Linked DNA regions of Sus scrofa: region 2 is linked to region 1. The links are chromatin contacts, called in public Hi-C maps. All regions are on one chromosome and are shown on one strand. Each heading gives the region's core, a stretch centred on a gene start, on an enhancer-like site or on the middle of the called end of the contact. The rest is flanking DNA. Distances are from core to core; before and after follow the strand shown.

Region 1 (5,928 bases), core at 1,670-4,169:
CCGAGCCATGTCTGTGACCTACATCACAGCTCATGGCAATGCTGGATCCTTAACCCACTGAGCAAGGCTAGGAATTGAACCTGTATTCTCATGGATACTAGTTGGGCTTGTTATTGCTGAGCCACAATAGGAATTCCTCCACTGAGGTTTTTAGATAGTTTTGAAATATATATATATATATTTCAAATATTATATATATATATATATAATTTGGAAAATTTTTGGCCATTAATTCATTTGTTTCCACAGAACCACACCAGGAGCTCATCATTTTAGATACTTTTCATTTTAGGGCCGCACCTAAGGCATATTGAAGTTCCCAAACTAGGTGTTGACCTTGCACCACAGCAGTAATCAGAACCACAGCAGTGACCATGCCAAATCCTTAACCCACTGAGTCACCAGGGAACTCCCTGTGTATATTCTTTTGTGTTTGGCTTATTATGTTCATATTGTATCTGTGTAATTCATCTATTTTGTTCTGTGTATTAGTAATTTTTCATTTTCATTGTTGCACAGTATTCCACAGTTTGACTATACCACAAGTTATATATCCATTTTTTCTTGATGGACATTTGGATCATTTTGAGTTTTTGGCTAATATAAATACAGTTACTTTGACTATCCTTGATCAGGTCCTTTGGTGGATGTGTTTATGCATTCTTTTGGGAACAGTAGTAGAATTTCTGTGTCAGAGGGAACAGGTATATTAGCTTTAAAAGATACAGCCAGACAGGCTTCTGTTGTAACTGTATAGTTTTACATTTCTACCTCAAGTGTAAGACAGGAGAGTTCCAGTAGCTCCACATCCCTGCAACACTTAATATCCTCAGTCTTTTTTGTTTTGTTTTGTTTTGTTTTTTTGTATTTTGTCTTTTTAGGGCCGTACCTGCGGCATAGGGAGGTTCCCAGGCTAGGTAGGGGTTGAATCGGAGTTGTACCTGCCCACCTATACCACAGCCAAAGCAATGCAGGATCCAAGCCTCATCTCTGACCTACGCCACAGCTCACGGCAACACTGGATCCTTAACCTACTGAGTGAGGCCAGGGATCGAACCTGCGTCCTCATGGATACTAGTTAGTTTCCTTAACCACTGAGCCACTACTGGAACTCTTCAGTCTTTCTAAATTTAGCTATTCTTCCAGAGTCCAGAACTATATCAGTGTGGTTTAAATTTACACTTTCTTGATGATTGAGGTAGATGGCCACTTGGATGTCTTCTTTTGCGATATGCTTTATTCATAAATTTTTGCTGTGTGTGCCATATTTTTATTTATTTATTTATTTATTTACTTATTTATTTATTTTATTTTTTTGTCTTTTTGTTGTTGTTGTTGTTGCTATTTCTTGGGCCTCTCCCACGGCATATAGAGGTTCCCAGGCTAGGGGTTGAATCGGAGCTGTAGCCACCGGCCTACGCCAGAGCCACAGCAACGCGGGATCTGAGCCGCGTCTGCAACCTACACACAGCTCACGGCAACGCCGGATCGTTAACCCACTGAGCAAGGGCAGGGACTGAACCCGTAACCTCATGGTTCCTAGTCGGATTCGTTAACCACTGTGCCACGACGGGAACTCCCCATATTTTAACTGAATTGTCTTTTTCTTTTTGGTGTTTTTTTTGTTTTGTTTTTTGTTTTTGCTTTTTAGGGCTGCACCCATGGCATATGGAAGTTCCCAGGCTATGGGTTAAATCAGAGCTCTGTCTGCCCACCTATACCACAGCCACAACAATGTGGGATCTGAGCTGTGTCTGTGATCTTCACTGCATCTCATGGCAGTGCCAGGTCCTTAAGCCACTGACCAAGGCCAGGGATTGAACCTACATCCTCATGATTACTAATCAGATTCGTTTCCACTGTGCCACAATGAGAACACCTCTTTTCGTTTTGTAGGAATTTTTTGTTTGGTTCTGCTTTATTTTCTGTTCAGGTATATTGTGGATATAAATCCTTTGGCAGATACATGTGTTGCTAATATCTCATTACAGTTTGTGGCTCGCTTTTACTCTCTTAGTGGTGGATCCTGGTGGGCAGGAACCACTTGTATCTCATTCACTTGGGAGGGAGGCCTGGCATAAAGTAGGTGCTCAATAAGTTTTCCTTGAATGGGGGAGTTCTCCCTGTGGTGCAGTGGGTTAAAAATCCCCCATTGTCTGAGGCAGCGCGGGTTAGATCCCTGCCCGTAGCAGTAGGTTAAGAATTCAGTGTTTATCACAAGGCTGTAAATCAACTATATTTCAATAAAACTTTTTAAAATGAAGGAAAACAAAAAAACCGAGTTGTTGCAGCTGCAGCTCAGATTGGATTCCTGGCCAGGGAACTTCCATATGCCCTTGGTGCTGCGGGAAAAAGAAAAAAAACTTCTTGAGTGAATAACTGGATTGAAGTCCTAGCTCTGGTCCTCAGCTTCTCCAGGTGGGCATGTTAATCCCTGTCTGCCCATATGATAGGATTTTGTGAGACGTTCTGGAGACAGAGTCGAATTTGGAGGTTCTCAGACAGTGTCAGCTTTTACAATCAGAAAGGGCGGAGCTGGATCCTTCTCCAGGAACCTGCCTGGGAAACTCCACGTGGGCGCCCCGCCCATAGCAGGCTCCACCCACAGCTGGGCTCTCTTACGCCTGTCACTTAGCTGAGGGGCGGGGCAGAGAGGGCACGCCAAGGGGGCGTGGTTACAACCTTGAACGGGGAAGTAGGTGGAGCTAATGATGTCACTGACCAATGAGAGGGAAGAGTCTTGAGCCGTAGAGAGCAAGGCCGAAGGGCCCTGTGATCGTTGTCTGCGTTTCCATTGGGCGGCTTGGCGTTGTTAGGGAAACGCAGTAAGTTGAAGGGGAGGGGTTTCTAGGGAGGCGGGGCTCCCGGGGGCGGGCCGCCGGGACTCTGCTAGGGCCGTCAGCTGACCGGCCGCCATCTTGTCCGCCATTTGCAAGCGGCTCGGCGCGGAGCCGGAGGGAAAGGGAGCGCGGCCTGCCCAGCGGGTCGTCGCCGCCGCCGCCCCCGCCCCCGCCCCCGCCACCCCGCCGACCGCCGCCGACCTGGCCTGAGAACCCGCCCCACCGCGGCGGCCGGCAGCGCAGCGCTCCACGGGCGGCAGGCGAGGCCCCCTTGCCCCTTCAGGGCACCCGGCCGCGCGTCTCCCAAGTCTCGAGCCCGGCGGTGGCCGCCGCCGCGATGGCTCTCAAGATGGTCAAGGGCAGCATCGACCGTATGTTCGACAAGAATCTGCAGGACCTGGTGCGCGGCATCCGGAACCATAAGGAGGACGAGGTGAGCCCGGCGCGCTGAACCTGGCCGGGCTTCTTGCCCTGACCCCAACCCCGTTCGATCCCGAATCGGTCCTACCCGGCAGGACCCAGACAGAGGCCCCGCTCCTGGCTTGAGCCCCGCCTGCCTATCCGCCCTGGATTTACGCACGCTCCGTCCGCGAGCCTCAGTTTACCCGCTCGGCGGTGGGGGCCCGCCTCCTCCTCCCCGAGGGTAGCCCCGGAAGAGGCTTGGCAGTGTCGTCACACACACCCAGTGCCACTGGCCCAGCGGCGGCTCTCCCGTCTTGAGCATGTTTCTGGATTTCTTGTTCAAAGTGCAGGACCCCCACCCCACCCCAGGTCTTGGGCTCCTGTTTAGGGGACCTTGTCCGTAGGTCGCCCCCAGAGGGAACCCCTTATGGGATTAACGCAAGTCCAGATCGCTCCCTGGTGCCCGGCTTGGAACTGGGCCTAGCCTCCTGGGCCGGTATTCCCACCCCGCCCCTGGAAGATGGCCAGGCCGCCACTCTTGGGGGCAACGATGGGGGGACAGCGGAAGCCCTAGGCCAAAATAAGGAAACCCCTCAGGGGTCCTGCAAGGGAGAAGCCGACTTCAAGTAGAAACTCCACAGCCAGGAAGGAAAACGCTTTCCAGAAATCATAGTACAATCGTGGGCACCATTTTCATCTCTCCCCCATCCCCCCAACCTGTGACCTAGATTTAGGAGGAATTGGGCGAGTTAGTGACCACCGGGCTGCTGGCTTCCAAGGAAGAAGGCCCAAGCCTACAGTTACGCAGTGGGACAGGGAAGAAAGTCCCCCTTTCCCTGCTGGAGGGAGAGGCTGCCCTAAGGAGAGCAGCTGTATGATCTTGTGCCGATCCTAGTGCCAGAGGCCGCCTAGCCCTCCTCACAATGGCGCCGGGCAAGCCCAGCATTACAGAGAGGAAGGTGCAGAGAAGTTAAGGAATTTGCCAGGAGGCACCAAGGGCCCTAGGCTCCAGCTCTGTTCTTCTGCTAGGAGCCTGAGTTCCTGCCTCTTTGTTACACTTTTTCAGAACGGGTGTGACCTCGCTGACATGTAACTAGGTTTTTTTAGCTCATTTCCGGCACCCCTTCTCTTCTCTGGGTTCGTTTGGGATTAGCAGCATGTTGGAAGCTGTGGTCAGTTGTGCTGGTAACAAGTGTATTTGACCCTGGTCTGATTTCAGTTTCGTTGTGAGTTGAGAGAGTGGCTGGTTGGGCTGCATTTCAGGTGCTGAGCATGGCTAAGCTAATTTGGAAGGTGCTTGTACCCCTAGGTTCCTTTCCGCACTGAGTGCCCTCCAGCCTCTCCCCTCCTTTGGTGGAGATTTTGAAGCAGTCGTTTCCCTGGGTTCTGAGGCTCAGGGGCCTTTCTGATGGAGGAGTTCACACTCCAGTTAGGATGTCTGGATTTAGGGGTGTGTGCCCATCATCAGTGGCAGCATCCTCGCTATGCTTTCTTCATTTGGAACTGATGAAAATTGATGACTGTTGGCCTGTTAGTGATTCCCAGCAGGATGTGGTTTCAGGGACCAAGGTTTCCTTATTAGAAGGAAGTTGGTATGGATTCCAGGTATTAGGAAGGACTCTTCTAGCTGCCCAATCTCTTTAAGATGGATGCTTCCCTTTGGCCCTGCTATGCCCCCCCAGGGAAGACTTCTGGTAGTAGTACAGTTTTCTCTCAAAGTTAATTGTATTTATTTTTTTGGCCATACCCACGGCATGTACAGGTTCCTGGGCCAGGGATCAAACCCATGCCACAGCTATAGCATGGCCTGATCCTTAACCTGCTGCACAGGGAACTTCCCAGGGGTTTTGTGGTTTTCTTTTTTTTTCTTTATTTTATTTTTAGCACTACGCTGTGGCATATGGAAGTTCCCAGGATAGGGGTCTAATTGGAGCTGCAGCTGCTGGCCTACACCACAGCCACAGCCACGCCAGATCCGAGCTGCAGCTGCTACCTACACTACAGCTCATGGCAATGCCAATCCTTAACCCACTGATCAAGGCCAGGGATCAAACCTGCATCCTTATGGATCCTAGTCAGGATCCTTAACAGCTGAGCCACGAAGGGAACTCCCCCAGAGGTTTTTGTTGTTGGTGTTGTCTTTTTAGGGCCACACCCGCAGCATATGGAGGTTCCCAGGCTAGGGGTCCAATCAGAGCTGTTACTGCCGGCCTACACCAGAGCCACAGCAACGCCAGATCTGAGCTCTGTCTGCAACCTACACCACAGCTCATGGCAACACCATGTCCTTAACCCACTGAGTGCTGCCAGGGATCGAGCCTGCAACCTCATGGTTCCTAGTCGGATTCCTTTCTGCTGCGCCACAATGGGAACTACCCCCAGAGTTTATTTTTATGATAGATTTTAGCTTTAAATTTAAAAGCCACGTGGAAAGGCAATGTGGTGTAGTGCATGACATTTGAGAGACCTAAGTCCGGGTTCTTGGGCCTATTTGGGTCACCTGAGGAGAGCCCCTTGATGTAAAGTGGGGGCAGTGGCCACTTTCCCACCTTGCTGAGTGCTTATGGGAGTGCAGGGAGAGATGTAATGCTGGCCCAAAAGAAGAAACTAGAAAATCTGGGATTACAGAGCCCCTTGATGTAAAGTGGGGGCAGTGGCCACTTTCCCACCTTGCTGAGTGCTTATG
Region 2 (5,666 bases), core at 1,502-4,001, 180 kb before region 1:
CCACATTGTCAATGTGAATTTGGTCTCCTCCCCAAAGTTAAGCGCTGGGAGAAGTTCTTCAAAAGGGCACCGGGATGTGAGTACCCTGCCTTCCAGTGTGGCCCATCCCAGTTTGGAAAACCAAGAACAGCTGGGACTATGGAAGACAGGCCACTTCCCAACACATCACAATCATAAAGTGAGTTCAGGAGCCTCTAGGGAAATTATGCTTCATGATGATGGTGAAAGCATCCACGTCAGAGGGCTTTGGGAGAAGCTCAAGGGTCCAGGTTGGGCGCAGCCTTCCTAAGACTTGGTGGGTTCTAGGAGGGGAAAATTAGGTCCTGGGATGCTTAGAGAAAGATGTTCAGGTGAAGGAAAGTGGGAGAGGGTTAAGGGGCAAGTGGAAAGGGTTAGGGGGAAGGGGCAGGCGGAGGCGGGCAGTGGAGGGGAGAAGGGGCAGGTTAGGGGGAAAGTGTATGGGTAAAGGGCCAGGTGGAGTGGGGCAATGGCAGGGGCAGAGACAGCACCAATGTTGGGTCAGATCTGCTTAGTAACAGGCCCCACATAGGCCTTTATGTACATGCCTTATAGTAACTGGGGAGTGTGTGTTTGTCTAGTTGAGGAGGTGCAACCCCTCGCCCAGGGTCACAGAATGGTAGGGAGTGGGTTTAGGGCTGTGAGCAAGCAGCCTCCTGTCAGTGGAAAGCTGGTCTTCCTCTTGAGCGCCATGAAGAACCAGGCCCAGGGAGGGTTCTGTTCCGGAAAGCAATGGCCCAAGAGCTCCTCCCTCTCTCCAACACTCTTCTTGGCTCCCCACACTCAGGATGAAGTTCAGTCAGCTGAGAATAAAGTCCAAACACCTCATCACGTGGGCCTCCAGCATGCAGCTCTGACCTGTCCAGCCCACTCCCTGGACCCCAGCCTGGGAGGGCCACAGGCTCCATCTGCCCTTTACCCTCGGCCTGGAGCCACTCCCCTGACGTTCCCTCCCTGGCCTCCCTGCCAGTGCACCTGAGCCTCCACTGGGATGACACCATTCTCAGGTGGAACCACTGTACTGAAAATACACCAGTTAGAGCGGAGCCACAGCTTCCCCAAATAAAGCTCTCACGCTTCTGCCTGGCCCTGCTCACATCACCTGCAACACCCTCCATCTGCTCTCCTGACCTAGCAAACTCCTACTCGTCCTTCAGAACACCCTGCAGGCACCGCTGCTCCTGAAAAGCATTCCCAGGCCAATTGCATCCCTCATTCTGTGGTGTTTCCATGACCCTCCCCCTGCTTCTAGCTTTGCACTCCTTTGGAATACCCAGACAGCTCAAGGTCCCTGCCTCGAGTTGCTGAGACAGCTGAGGAAAATGAGTGAACAGGGCTCAGGGAAGTACAGGGGGCTGGCAAAGCAGCTAGGGGGGCGTCCCAGAGAGCCTGAGAGGGAGGGGCAATGAAGCTGAGGCTAAGTGTATGACCAGGCAATTCATACACAACCCTACATACAGAACCCTCCCTGGGCCTGGTTCTTCATGGCGCTCAAGAGGAAGACCAGCTCTCCACTGACAGGAGGCTGCTTGCTCACAGCCCTAAACCCACTCCCTACCATTCTGTGACCCTGGGCGAAAGAGAGAAGTGCAGGGAGCCTTCAATACACTAGAGCTGGAAAGGGGAAGCTTCCTGACAGCCAGATCACAGGGGCTTCACGAATGCACCAGGAAGCTGCCAGAAGGCTCTCCTCTGGGCACAAGACATGACACACTTTGAGAAAGATCGCTCCTGCAGTGTTGAGAATGAACCGGGGGTGCAGAGAACAAAAGTGGCCACAGAGGAAAGCCATCTGCCTGGAGCAGAGGTGGAGGGGCTGGAGCAGGCTAATGACCCAGTTTTGGGAGCTGTTGGGGGCCACCACTGCCTAAGCTGTGGAACCTGAGAGAGGGGGAGGATTTGGTAATAAAAGATGCACTTATGACAATGTATATCAGCCACCTCGTGGTAGTTCCCCCCACTAGCACCTGGAGACCCTTAACGTTAAATGACAGAGAAGTAGCATGCTGCGCGTTCATGATCCCATATATCATCTCGCTGACTCTATACTGTACACTTATCTTCCTTTTGCAGACAAGGAACTGATACTCAAAGCGGGGAACTCCCTTGCCAAGGTCATGCGAGCAAAAGATGCGGCGGCGATTCGACCCCACTTCGGGGCTGGGCTCCCGGCTGCGTCCCAACACCGCCAGACCCTGGGTGCCGCGCTGGACAGTTTACCACAACCACGGTCGAGGCAGATAGCGTCGCACTCAAGGAGAAACTGAGGCTCGGAGAGGGGTAGCTCCCAGACCAAAGTCACGAAGCTAGAGGGGCGTCTCTGGCGGCGGTTGGAGACCCCGGGGTGGACAAGCGGGGCTCGGGGCAGGAGAGGGGGAACCCCCCCTTAAGACTCCGGCGGGGCCTGGTGACGCTGCGGCTGGGAAGGGCTTCCAGGCAGGGAAGGCAGACGCGCCGGGGACAGTCCGGCAAGGTCACTGCCGGCCCCGAGCCCGCGGGCCGACCGCGTAGGGGGCACGGACACCCTAGGTTGACCCCCAGGCCAGGCCGAGCGGACCCCTATGCGGGGTCGGGGGGCCAAGGAGTAATGGCACCGCGGATGGCGAGGCCGCCAGGGTCGGCGCCGCCCTCACCTGGGCTGCGAGGAGAACGAAGGCCGCCGCGAGCCGAGCCAGCGATGCCACCGCCGCCATGTCGCCCGGTCCCCGCCGCAGGCGTCGGCAGATGTTTCCCAGCAACGCCTTGGCGCCCCGCGCTGCGCAGGCGCCAGGCGTCCGCCGCGCATGTGCAGGGGGCAGAGGCCAAAGGGCGCGGCGCGGCGGCGGCGGCAAGATGGCGGTGAGCGTGCGGCGCGGCTGGCTTGGCTGGAGGGGCTGGCGGGGCAGAATCTGGCCGCGCTTCCCCCCTCACGCAATGTGCTTTCCTCGCAGGACAAAGAGAAGAAAAAGAAGGAAAGCATCTTGGACCTGTCCAAGTACATCGACAAGACTATTCGGGTGAAGTTCCAGGGAGGCCGCGAAGGTGAGGCCCCGCCCCCTGCCTCCCCCCCCCACTCTCCCCCTCTTAAGGTCCACACGGGGTAACGGGCAGCGGTACTGATGACGAATACCTGGGCGGCGCTTTAATCGTTTAGTTCGGAGAACTCGTGCCGGCTTGCAAAAGGCGCCGGGAGGTAGGAACGATTACGGCCCTGTTGCAGGTGGGGAAACTGAGGCACGGGAAAAGGCCCCAAACTAACCCAAAACCCAGTGGCTGGGATTCACTGCTCTGCCTGCTGTGGTTCTTTCTCACCCAGGTGGCTGCCCCAGCTCCTCACCGTGCTCCTGCACCAGGGTTTCTCAGGCTCGGCACTGCTGACATTGGGGCAGCAGTGTTCTCTGTGGAGGTTTGTCCTGGGCGTTGTAGAGTGTGAAACAGCATCTCTGATTCCCACCCACTTGATGCCAGGAGCCCCCCATTCGTGACGACCACAGACCTCCCAGACATGGCCCACTGTCCCTTGGGGGACAGAACTGACCCGGTTGAGAACCATGGCCCTATGGTCAATTTTTATGAAGCCACCAGAGGGATCTGTTATAAAGAAATCCCATCTCCTTGTTCACGGTTGTTCCAGGGTAAAGGAGGAACCTTTTGCTCCAGAGTAATGCTGGGAGTTCTCAACCGCCACAGGGCTGTAAAGATACTTGTTTTCTCTGTCTTGAGCACCTTTACCAGGTTAACTGGCTACCAAGTTAACTTGGTCATTTCCCCACTGGCAGCTCAATACCATTGCTCTGGGAAGCTTTCCCTGACTCCCCAGCCCAGGTCAGGCCTCTTTGTTATGAGCTTCTACTAGTACCTGTCACACAGTTTGCAGCTTTCTGCTGTTATTGTGAGGCTTTAACTCTGCGTCTCCTACTGGAATCTGGTAAGGAGACTGCAGGGTCATGCGGGCAGTGCCGTCCATGGCAGAGCCCTCTTGTCCACTCAGCTGCTGTGGAACTTTGGGCAAGGCACTATCTTTTCTGAGCCTCAGTCTCTTCCTTTGTCAGAGGCTATTATTGACTCCGCCCACCTCAGCAGTGGGGATTAAAGAGTTCAAGGCAGGTAAAGTGTTAACAGGGTTCCCGATGGAGGTTCCCAGGCTAGGTGTCTAATCGGAGCTGTAGCCGCCGCTTATGCCAGAACCACAGCAACTCGGGATCCGAGCCGTGTCTGCGACCTACACCACAGCTCACGGCAACACCAGATCCTTAACCCACTGAGCAAGGCCAGGGATCAAACCTGCAACCTCATGGTTCCTAGTCAGATTTGCTAACCACTCAGCCACGATAGGAAGTCCCTGACAGATAATTCAAGGTCAACATTTCACTTATTCAGCTTCCTCTGATCTTCAGTTTCTTAAACAGTGCTCCAGATCCCTCCTTCCCTGAGCTGTGGACAGTTGAGTAGCATCAGAATGGCTAAAAGCACAGTCAGTGCCTGCCAGTCGAGGTACCTGGCACAGTGAGGATTTGAACATGCTAGTACCATCCTAGCTCTGAAACATAGGAGATAGGTCTCGTCTCGGGGTGCTTATGTTTGCAACGCTGCGGAGCAAACGGCCACCAGTTAGCTGCTTAAACAACACACGTTTTTATCTCAACAGTGTGCGTGGTTTCTATACTCTGGGTGCCTCAGGTCGCTGACAAGGTGGCCATAAAAGAGTGTCTCTGGGAGCTTGTCATCTGAGACCCAGTTCCTCCTGCCTGCCCACTGGTTGTTGGACTCAGGTCCCCGTATTCTGGCTAAAGTGGGCCAGAGACCCTTTTGGCTCTTGGAGGCTGCCTGCTGCCCTTGCCATGGGCTCTGTCCATCGCCTAGCAGTTTGCTTCTTCAAAGCCAGCAGGAAAATCTCTTTTGTCCAGAAAGTGCCCATTCCTTTAGTAGCTCACCTTTCAGGTTGGGCCTACCCAGCATAGCCTCCCTTTAGGTTCACTGAAAGTCAGCCGACTCTTGAACCTTAATTACAGCTGCGAAGCCTTCTGTCTCTGTCACATGACCACAGAGTGATGTCCCATCGTTGCTCCTGTTCCACACTGAGGGGAGGGGGTTCCCAGGCGTGTTCTCGGGGTGAGGGAATGCCGGTTCTGTCTCAGAATCCTGCCCGCCTGCCACAGTGCACCCGTCCCCTTGAGGGGGGCAGACCCACAGGTGTGGGCTCCCGGCCCCCAGGCCAAGTGCCCGAATGCATTGTCCACTCTCCATAACCCCATGAAGTAGGTTCTATCACAGTCTTTGTTCCGTAGGGGAGGGTCAAGCAGGAAAAGGACGCAATGACAGGGCTTCAAACTCAGGTGGGGCCGACAGACATTTTCTATAGAAGACCGGACATGGAATATTTTCAGCTCTGCAGGCCAGACTGTCTCTTTTGAAACCACTCAACTGCCATTGCAGCAGGAAAGCAGCCACAGGCGACATTTAGCAAATGAACATGGCTGTGAGCCAGTTAAACTGTTTACAAAACAGGCACAAGGTTTCGCTGACTGTTCTGGTGGGGGTGGTTTGGGGTCAGCTGACACTGCTCCCCTTCTGGGAGCCCTTCCCTCGCTTTCTCCTTGGTCCCCTGTCTCCAGAGCAGCTGCTCCCACATCTGCATCTGGTTGCAGGGTGACCCCTTGCCGGTGGGG

Evidence for each region. Hi-C and Micro-C count contacts between places; a contact is called where the count stands out from the background.
Region 2: a Hi-C map of liver shows a contact between it and region 1, with 3 times the contacts expected there. The contact joins the promoter of SPPL2B here to the promoter of AP3D1 in region 1. A contact is called at or near these places in 1 of 47 Hi-C or Micro-C datasets (liver) and 1 of 2 datasets of contacts at active chromatin or transcription factors (alveolar macrophages).

The regions. Positions count from the first base shown.
Region 1 is chr2:76,425,524-76,431,451 of Sscrofa11.1, forward strand. AP3D1 (AP-3 complex subunit delta-1) reads left to right here and starts at 2,920. Exons shown (of 32, transcript XM_021084197.1): 1 at 2,920-3,273. The coding sequence starts at 3,178.
Region 2 is chr2:76,244,316-76,249,981 of Sscrofa11.1, forward strand. It overlaps SPPL2B (signal peptide peptidase-like 2B), which reads right to left and starts at 2,752. Exons shown (of 15, transcript XM_003123025.5): 1 at 2,652-2,752. The coding sequence starts at 2,711. LSM7 (U6 snRNA-associated Sm-like protein LSm7) reads left to right here and starts at 2,695. Exons shown (of 4, transcript XM_003123024.4): 1 at 2,695-2,856; 2 at 2,949-3,039. The coding sequence starts at 2,710.